Regions from separate parts of the Mus musculus genome. Here region 1 is linked to region 2. Evidence: chromatin contacts called from public promoter capture Hi-C data. All regions are on one chromosome and are shown on one strand. Each heading gives the region's core, a stretch centred on a gene start, on an enhancer-like site or on the middle of the called end of the contact. The rest is flanking DNA. Distances are from core to core; before and after follow the strand shown. Region 1 overlaps Ccdc57 (coiled-coil domain containing 57). Region 2 holds the start of Pycr1 (pyrroline-5-carboxylate reductase 1).

The links. Promoter capture Hi-C pulls out the DNA fragments that hold promoters and counts their contacts.
Region 1: a promoter capture Hi-C map of liver shows a contact between it and region 2, with 2.3 times the contacts expected there. The contact joins the enhancer-like site here to the promoter of Pycr1 in region 2. A contact is called at or near these places in 3 of 39 promoter capture datasets (cranial neural crest and liver), 2 of 484 Hi-C or Micro-C datasets (the G1E-ER4 cell line and embryonic stem cells), 1 of 115 datasets of contacts at active chromatin or transcription factors (pancreatic cancer cells) and 2 of 9 other capture datasets (liver and pancreatic islet).

What each region holds. Positions count from the first base shown.
Region 1 is chr11:120,900,335-120,904,656 of GRCm38.p6, reverse strand. Ccdc57 (coiled-coil domain containing 57) reads left to right here. Exons shown (of 19, transcript NM_027745.1): 4 at 572-673; 5 at 977-1,134; 6 at 1,267-1,341; 7 at 2,582-2,782. Among named protein-coding and RNA genes, the nearest start is that of A430102A20Rik, 30 kb to the left of the region's middle. Within about 2 kb of position 2,011, at least 65 of the 459 cell types and tissues checked have an H3K27ac peak or open chromatin away from gene starts, as enhancers often do. A contact at or near this core is called in the G1E-ER4 cell line, liver and pancreatic islet, where this site is marked.
Region 2 is chr11:120,641,824-120,645,999 of GRCm38.p6, reverse strand. Pycr1 (pyrroline-5-carboxylate reductase 1) reads left to right here and starts at 2,252. Exons shown (of 8, transcript NM_001348222.2): 1 at 2,252-2,320; 2 at 2,713-2,841; 3 at 3,038-3,108; 4 at 3,706-3,885; 5 at 4,129-4,176. The coding sequence starts at 2,775.

The sequences.
Region 1 (4,322 bases), core at 762-3,261, 260 kb before region 2:
TTTTGGCTTGCTAGTAACTGGAGGATCCAAACTCTCGTATCAACCGAGGACCCCGTGGCAGACCTCATCATGTCAGAAATGAGAAGGAAGTTTGCAGAAGGGAATATATGCTAGCCTGACAGCAATGGCTGCAACCTGGGTGCTCACCGAACTGCAAGAGTTACAGTCATCCCTCAGAGAGAGGCTTCTTAAAATGGTTTCATCTATGACCCCATTTTACCTGAGAATTTTTGTTGTTCTGTCGTTGGTTGGTTGGTTGGTTTTGTTTGTTTTTCGAGACAGGGTTTCTCTGTGTAGCCTTGGCTGTCCTAGAACTCACTCTGTAGACCAGGCTGGCCTCAAACTCAGAAATCCGCTTGCCTCTGCCTCCTGAGTGCTGGGATTAAAAGCGTGTATAGATGTACAGATATTGAAGAGTGGTGGTAGGGAAATAGAGGTAAGCAGTTTATCTGTAGAACAGAAAACTTTGTTTGTAGTATAAAACCGTGATTCACACTGTGTGTCAGTCTCACACCTAAGCTGAGGCCTTGGCGGCAGCCACTCTCCTTCACTCCTGGCTCTTTTGTCCCAGGAGCTGCTGCTGGAGTTTGAATCTAAAATGCAGAGAAGAGAGCATGAGTTCCAGCTGAGGGCTGACGACATGAGCAACGTAGTCCTGACACATGAGCTCAAGGTAACTGGCTGGCCCTGGGCTTCGAATCACCATTGCAACTTTAATTACCCAGTGCTGCAGAATACCATGCTGTTCCTTTGTTAGTCAGTCAGTCAGTCAGTCAGTCTGTCTGTTTGTTTGTTTGTTTGTTGAGACAGGGTTTCTCTGTGTAGTCCCGTCTATCTTGGAACTCACTCTGTAGACCAGGCTGGCCTTGAACTTAGAGCTCCGCCTGCCTGTGCCTGCCGAGCGCTGGGACCACGCCAGGCTTCACACTGTTCCTTTTACCCATCTCCTCTCCTGGAACTTTTCAATCTTTCTCAGATAAAACTACTAAACAAAGAGCTGCAAGCTCTGAGAGACGCTGGAGCACGGGCAGCAGAGAGTCTGCAGAAGGCAGAAGCAGAACACGTGGAATTAGAGAGGAAGCTGCAGGAGCGTGCCCGGGAACTCCAGGATCTGGAGGCCGTGAAGGACGCTCGGTGCGTAGGTTCTGTTCTCCAGGCATTGTGGCCGTAAGGACTAGATCTGGTGGCGTTGCCTTCCTGGCATCTTTCCGTTCTACTCTTTGATCTCTTACGTAACTGCTCTTTACTGATACGGTTTCTGTTTAGGATAAAGGGCTTGGAGAAGAAGCTTTACTCGGCACAGCTGGCCAAGAAGAAAGCTGAGGAGACTTTCAGGAGGAAGTGCGTATTTCTGCCTGGGTGGTGCCACTGGAAAAGAGTCTAGATCTTGCTTACTGGAGACAAGAGCCCTGTGGCAGGTGGGCGGGCAGCCTGAGCTGGGACGCTGCTGTGGCTGGCACCATGCTCTCCTTCCTCAGAGAGGGTTAGGCATCCGGTGTCTCCAAGCTTAAACTTTTTAAGGACCAAGAGTCCAATTCAGGTCATTGATAAAACACAAACTAAGAATGTTGAAAACTCTGGATTTAGTCTCCAGTGTCTAAAACAGGCTTTTAAAAATATAACCTTAGTTAAATTTTAACTTTTATGGGTAAATGAGATGGCTTTGTGGATAAAGTCACTTGTCACCATAGCTGGTGACCTGAGTTCCATCCCTGGAACCCATGTGGTAAAAGGAGAGAACTGACTCCACACATATGCCTCCATACTAGGTAAATAAGTATTTAAAAATTAAGCGTTAACATTTAGACCTTGGCTGTCTTACTAGCTAGTGTATAAGTTTTAGACGATCGCCTCAAGCTTTGCCATGCTGATGTCCCCCTACTATTGCTGATGTAGACTCTGGATTCTGTCCCTCTGACTGCAGCAGGCTCTTCACGTTGCCAGGTCTGGGACACCCAGGAAGTGGTGGTGTGCTGCCTCAAGGCGGAGCTTCAGCCATGCAGTTAAAGCATTGCTCCTCCCCCCAGTACTGCAGGGTTCGGGAGGTGCTGGGACAGTAAGGAGTCGGTCAACGAGGAGTGGGGCGGGGATGCCAGCTGGAAGCTCAGTGTGGACTCAGCAAGACGCATTTACTCTCTCTTCTAAAGGGAACAGTAACTGTAGCTACCACACACCACACACTCAGGCTGCCCAGTTACACTTGGGAGGGGAAGAAATTTTCTCTTGTGTTTTCTCATGCCACTATTTGTGCAGTACGGACAAACTGATACACTAAGGGAGTGCTCAGGAGTCTGCCCATCTGAGAGGCAGGTGGCATCTGTTTTCCATGGCTGGTCAAGCGTAGGTTGTTAGGAGTGTTTTGTGAATCTGCTTTGGTATCTGTGTGAGCTTTGGGGGCCTCCGAGAGCCCGGCACCTAAGAAGATCTGCTTACATGGGAAGAGCTAGCGCGCCCACAAGTTACTCCTGCAGAGTCAGCCATCTTGTCAGGGACAGCTGTAGTGTAAGAAAAGGATGGCAAACACTTTGGAAGGTTCCAGGGCACTGAGTGAGCCACCGCGGGACCCTCCCCTGTGTTTCAGACATGAAGAGCTTGACCGTCAAGCCAGGGAGAAAGACACAGTGCTGGCGGCAGTGAAGCGCGCCCATGCAGAGGAGCTGCAGACGCTGGACGCCAAGGTGCTGGAGCTTCAGTTCCTCTGTGAAACCCTGGAGGGACAACTGCGCAGGGCTGAGTGCACAAGAGCAGAGGACGCCAAGGAGAAGAACGCCCTTACTGACAAGTGAGCTGCTGCCTCTGGCCGGCCCAGCCCAACAGCCTCGTGTGCCTGTGTCCAAGGCAGAGGCAGATGTGGGCCATTTTAGAATGGAATTTTGCAAGCAGTGGGTAGGGGCTTTCTGCCCACCCCCGACCCCCTGACCCCGCTGCCATTTCTAGTAATGTTTTCTTTTTAATTATATAGTTTTATATTTATGCTTACTTGTGATAAGTGTATTTAACAAAGTTAACCTATTGCCTTCACTTTTTGTTTTTCTGAGACAAAGCCTCATTTGTGCAAACCTGGCCCAGAACTTGTTCTATGACCTTGGATAGCCTCGGATTTATAATCCGTGTGCCTCCACCTCCCAAGTGTTGGGACTGCAAGCATGTGTCACTATAGCTCCCCCCCCCACCCCCCCGCCCCTGGACTTATTTTTCCTGCCTCAACTTCCTAAGTGCTGCTGGGGTTATAGGTATGTAGCACTGGCATCAGGATACGGCAAATGCAGTTTCATCTGTCCGTCTGCAGTGCTCGTCCCATTTGGATCCAGGTGCCACTCCTGCCCCAGTCTCCCAGCAGCCTTCAGTCGGCACTGCCTGTCAGTTTGCTAACTCTAGGAGCAACACACAAATTGGAATCTTCTGGCACTTGCCCTTATATGTCTGGCCTGTCACAGAGAGACTCAAGTTCTCAAGGGTCATCCACATTCATAGGATGACATTTTCTTTTAAACTGTGACTGTGTCAAAATATACACCTCTGGACCTCCAGAAGCCATGGAGGCCTTCTTTGCCAGCTAGCCCAGCATAGTCAGTGAGCCGTAGGTCCCAGGGAGAGCCTTATCTCAAGGCAGATGGCCACTGAGGATCTCGACCCAGGGTTGACCTCTGACCTGTGCAATGCACCCACACCACACATGTCCTCCTTCACACTCTTGCACATGCATACACACAAGAATACCATGCCTAACAAGAGTTAACTATTTTAGTATTGAGCTATGGAGGGCAGTGGCTTGTTAAGTCAAACTTTGTGTCTTTAAGGCTGATATCCCAGTGTGAACAGGCCACAGTCTTTTATCTGCTCTGTACACATGGGTGTTTCTCCTCTGTTCTTAAGAATGACTCTGCTTTAGTGCAGGTAGCAGACGTCCTTTATAGATGTTGCTTTCAATTCTCTAGTGGACATGAACAGAGGTGGAAATTCAAACCATACAGCTCTGGGTTTAACTGGGTTTTTTTTGTTTGTTTGTTTTTGTTTTGCTTTGTTTTTGAGACATGGCTGCCCTGTGTAGCCTGAGGTGGCTTGGAAGCCTCTATTCTCCCACCTCAGCCTACCCAGTGCTGGAATTACAGGTGTGCTCCAGGACACTGGCTCCTTCCCAATATTTAATTCAAGCCAGAGTGTTTGGACAACCTGCTCTGCTTGTGCCTCGTGTCAAGAACTGTGGGCACTGGAGAGGTATAGCACTGGGTGTGCGGCGCTGAGCCCCATCCTGGGCAGTGAGGAAATACACAGGGACGCAGTGTTCAAAGGAACACTGAAGTCGGGTATTTGCTAACATT
Region 2 (4,176 bases), core at 1,003-3,502:
GGAGGCTCACCGGAGTCATTTCTGTTCAGGGTATAGGGAAGATTGTACCAGTTAAGCTACCTTCTCACTGCATGCTCTGAGAGAAGGCCTAAACCAAGTCATTGTGAGGGAGGACTTGGCCTTCGGGGGACTTTGAGTTCTGGAAGACAGCTGAGGCTGGGCCTTGTCTGAGCCTTCTGAAAAAGGGGACGGGTTAGGGTGGCTCAGAAGGCCAAATGCAAAGAAAGAAGGTCAGTGTTAGCTTAGTCTCTTCTCTCCTCGAGGCTCCCAAAGCCCCACACTGTGGTCTTCAGGGCCCAGACCATAGGCAGAGGGGCCGCTGCACTCTCTGGGCAGTAGAATTGAGAACATTAAGACCTTAGGCTCTGAGTCTGGCCTTGTGGGGTACTGTGTGGGCTCTTGCAGCTGGCCAGCTGGCCAGGGCACACAGCCAACAAGTGAGTTAGGGCCAGTGTCTTTTACTGGGATGGGCAGACATAGGCAGCGTTTGAGTCTGCAGGTTTTCTGGGTAATGAAAATGTTACACATCAGAAGACCAGGATGTCAGGGACTGTGTCAGCCATCTTCATCCTGCCTAGAGAGGGACCCGACTGCTTCTATTTATTTATTAGTATTATACATGTATGATGTAGGTGTGATGGGGACATCAGAGTGCATATGTACAGGCCAGAAGACCACGCTGTACACTTAGTTTATTTCTTCTACCTTACATGGGTTTGGGACAACCAATTCAGTCAAGTTGTTAGACTTTTGAAGCAAGCTGTCTTCCCCACCACGAAGCCATGACACCCGCCTTCTGTTTTTCCTTTTTCTTTTATTCCGCCTGGAGACAAGGGTTTCACAGTGTAGTTTAAAATGGCCTCCCACTGGGCATCCTCCTGCTTCGACTTCCCCAGAGGTGGGATTACTGATGTATTATACCTCACCGAGTTTTGACTGATTTTTTTGAGGGGTGTCCCTTTTATTCTGTTACCAGCCAAAACTCTGAACTCTAGCATGTTCGCTAAGTCCCCAGCATCCTCACTGTTCAGTAGCTTTCTGCCCTCAGCATCACATCCAACCTAAATTTCAGAGGTGCTAGAGAAGGCAGGGGAAGTGAGAGCTAAGACTCAAGAAGAAAATGGGAGAAGGTTTCTGGGGCTCCCTAGATGACAGAACTGTCTTTCTTTGTTTTAGGAGTGATGTTTATTATCACTTGGAGAAAAGCATACATTTAAAAAATTTAGTTTATTTTAAGTGTTTTGCTTGCATGTACGCATGCTCACCTTTGCATACCTGGTGACTGAGGGGTTCAGAGGCAGTGTTAGATCCCTAGAGAGGAATTCTGGATAGTTAGCTGCCATGTGGGTACTGGGAACAGATTCCAGGGCCTCTGCAAGAATAACATGCTCTTAAGCACTGAGGATTCTCTCTAGTCCTGGGAAGCATCTCAAGTTGGGAGCTGAGTTTGGGAAACTGAACTTCTAGGCTTTGTGCATAGACTTGAGCTGTCAACTTGGCACAGCTCTTCTTCTCCAGCTCTTCTCTTTTTAGAGGTTGAGTATTGAACTAGCCATCCACACAGTGAACACTATCACCACAGAGCAGTCTCCTCGTTTGGGTGGTGGTCATTAGGGCCAAGAAGAAGGGATGGAAATTCCTTCCCCAAATCTTGCAGGCTGGAAACTTCCTAGTGATTTAAAATTTACTTTTCTAAAGCAACTTGTCTTTATCTAAGGAAACAAACAAAACAGAAAAAAAAAAAAATAAGCAAGCCACCTCTAAGGGAGTTGGGGAGTGGGGTGAGGTGGGAAGGTGAGGGGTAGGCACTGGAATCAAATGTACTTTAGCAGAGTGTGAACTCAGACTGCTCTGCAGCTTCAAGACCAGCAGATGGGCCTGAAACTCCTCTAAGAGGTTGCGGATGCCCAGAGTACAATATCTCTAAAACCCTTAGTTGGAGAGCTGAGGTACTGTAGGATGGAGGTGGTTTGGGAAGTTAACGGGCCTGTGGCTGCAGAAGGTACCTAGCTTTCAAAAACAAAAACAACACTTGCAAAAAGACAACAGAGGAGGGACCCGTGGCTTTTGTGAATACTGACTTGTATTCGCAACTACTGCTCACCTCAGGGAGGGAGCAAGGAGGAGCGTCTGTCCCTGCCCTGTGTATGATGCAATGCACAAGGCTCCAGCTGCAGCTCTGGATTGGCTAGCTCTCTCACAGGGCGCACAGCTCATTGGCTGAAATGAAGTGAGGGCGGGGCCGGTGGGCGCGGGTGCCGCGTGGCGAATGCAAGAAGGGCTGGGCTGTCTGTTGTGTGTGTACCCGAATATCCACGCTGTGGGTAGCGGGACTTGGGGCTTCGGGGATGGAACTCCTGGAATGAAGGCTTAGGGGCTGGGGCTTCTGGGAAATAAGCTGGAGACTTGGATGTTGAGGGTTCGCTGGATTCCTGACCCTCCCCTTCAATCAATCTCTTTCCTTTTGGCTCCCTGAGCCCTTTGCAGAAGGCTCAGAACCTTCAGCTGCAGACCAGGCATCCTGGCTCTGGGCGGCGGGTGGTAGTGGTACGGGGTGTCGGGGTACCTGGGACAACTTCCCAACCCGGCCAGCCGAGGAGCAACATAGAAATTAAGCAGGCTGGGGTGGGGGTTGGGGAGCACCTGGCTGCTAGGAACGGCCAGACTTGGTATTACCCACCCGACGTCTCTCTTTCCGTCCTGTCGGTACAGTTCTCTGCTGCCCTACAGAGCCGGCGTCAGCTGTGAAAGTTGTGGGTCGTGGACCTCCAGACATGAGCGTAGGCTTCATCGGGGCAGGGCAGCTAGCCTTTGCTCTAGCCAAGGGCTTCACAGCTGCAGGTAGTAAATTCTGCTGCTGCCAGGGAGGGTGCTAGCGTGGAGTGTCTGTGTTAGTGGCCTCAGTCCTTTGGGAAATGACAGCTGCCATATGTTTGGGGTTGCTTCCCTAAAGGAGGTGAAGGATGCTTCAGCTGTCTCCCTCATAGGAGCTGAGAGGCTAGAACTAGCTTTGAGGGAGGAATTCTGTCCCCTACAGGTGTTCTGGCTGCACACAAGATAATGGCCAGCTCCCCAGACATGGACCAAGCTACGGTCTCGGCCCTCCGGGTAGGTGCCAGGTGAAAGCAGATTGAAAGCCTGAAGCTCTTTAGAGTTGGGTCTAGGGTTAGTTTTGCTGCACACCTGACTCCAGTAGGAGACACAAATCTGCCATTGGGAACCCGCAGGTACTGCTCCCCTGCCCTGTCGTGAATACAGCTGGTAGGAGAGAGTGCTAGTCTGGAATGGGGTTACCTAGATGGGGGTTATGGAGGCCTCCGGAAGGCCAGGCAGCATGGAGATCAAACAGTTGGCTAGGGTGATGATGATGGATGACACAGTTTCTGTTTGGTATGGCTCAGCCAGGATTTTCAGGCTAAGGATTGGGGGATGGGGGGCCAGGCTCCCAGCTTGAGACCACCACCCACATCTGGAAGGCAGGCAGCTGCAGAGACTGCTGCCCGAGGTGGGCTGGGCTGGGCTGGGCTGTGGTTTAGAAGTCTGTGATGTCCCTTTTCTACTTCAAAGGGGACCTATTCCAGGGCATAGTGCCTTTCCCATCTCACCCAGCAGCCTCTGGGCCTCACTACACACAGGGCTCTCAGCTTTGTGGGCAGATAGATGGCCCATGAGGCAAGCTGGGTCTCCTTGCACCCCTCCCTGCAGAAGATAGGGGTGAACCTGACACCCCACAACAAAGAGACTGTGCGCCACAGTGATGTGCTCTTCCTGGCTGTGAAGCCACACATCATCCCCTTCATCCTGGATGAAATTGGGGCGAACATTGAGGACAGGCACATTGTGGTGTCTTGTGCGGCAGGGGTCACCATCAACTCCATCGAAAAGGTGGGTGCCACGGGCCAGATAAATAGCGCTGCAGAGGGGGTGTGCAGCATGTGGTCAGGATCTCTGCTCTTGGTGTCCGGCTTCTGTACCTGTGCACAGGGTGTAGCAGCCCAGCCTGCAGCAAGAACTCAGGAAGTGCTCCATAGGGGAAGCACATCCATGCTCACTTCCATACCTGGGATGAGGACAAACGGCTACCACCCACCACAGGAATGATAGAGCTGGTTTCTCTTCCTCTTCCAGAAGCTGACAGCGTTCCAACCTGCCCCCAAAGTCATCCGATGTATGACT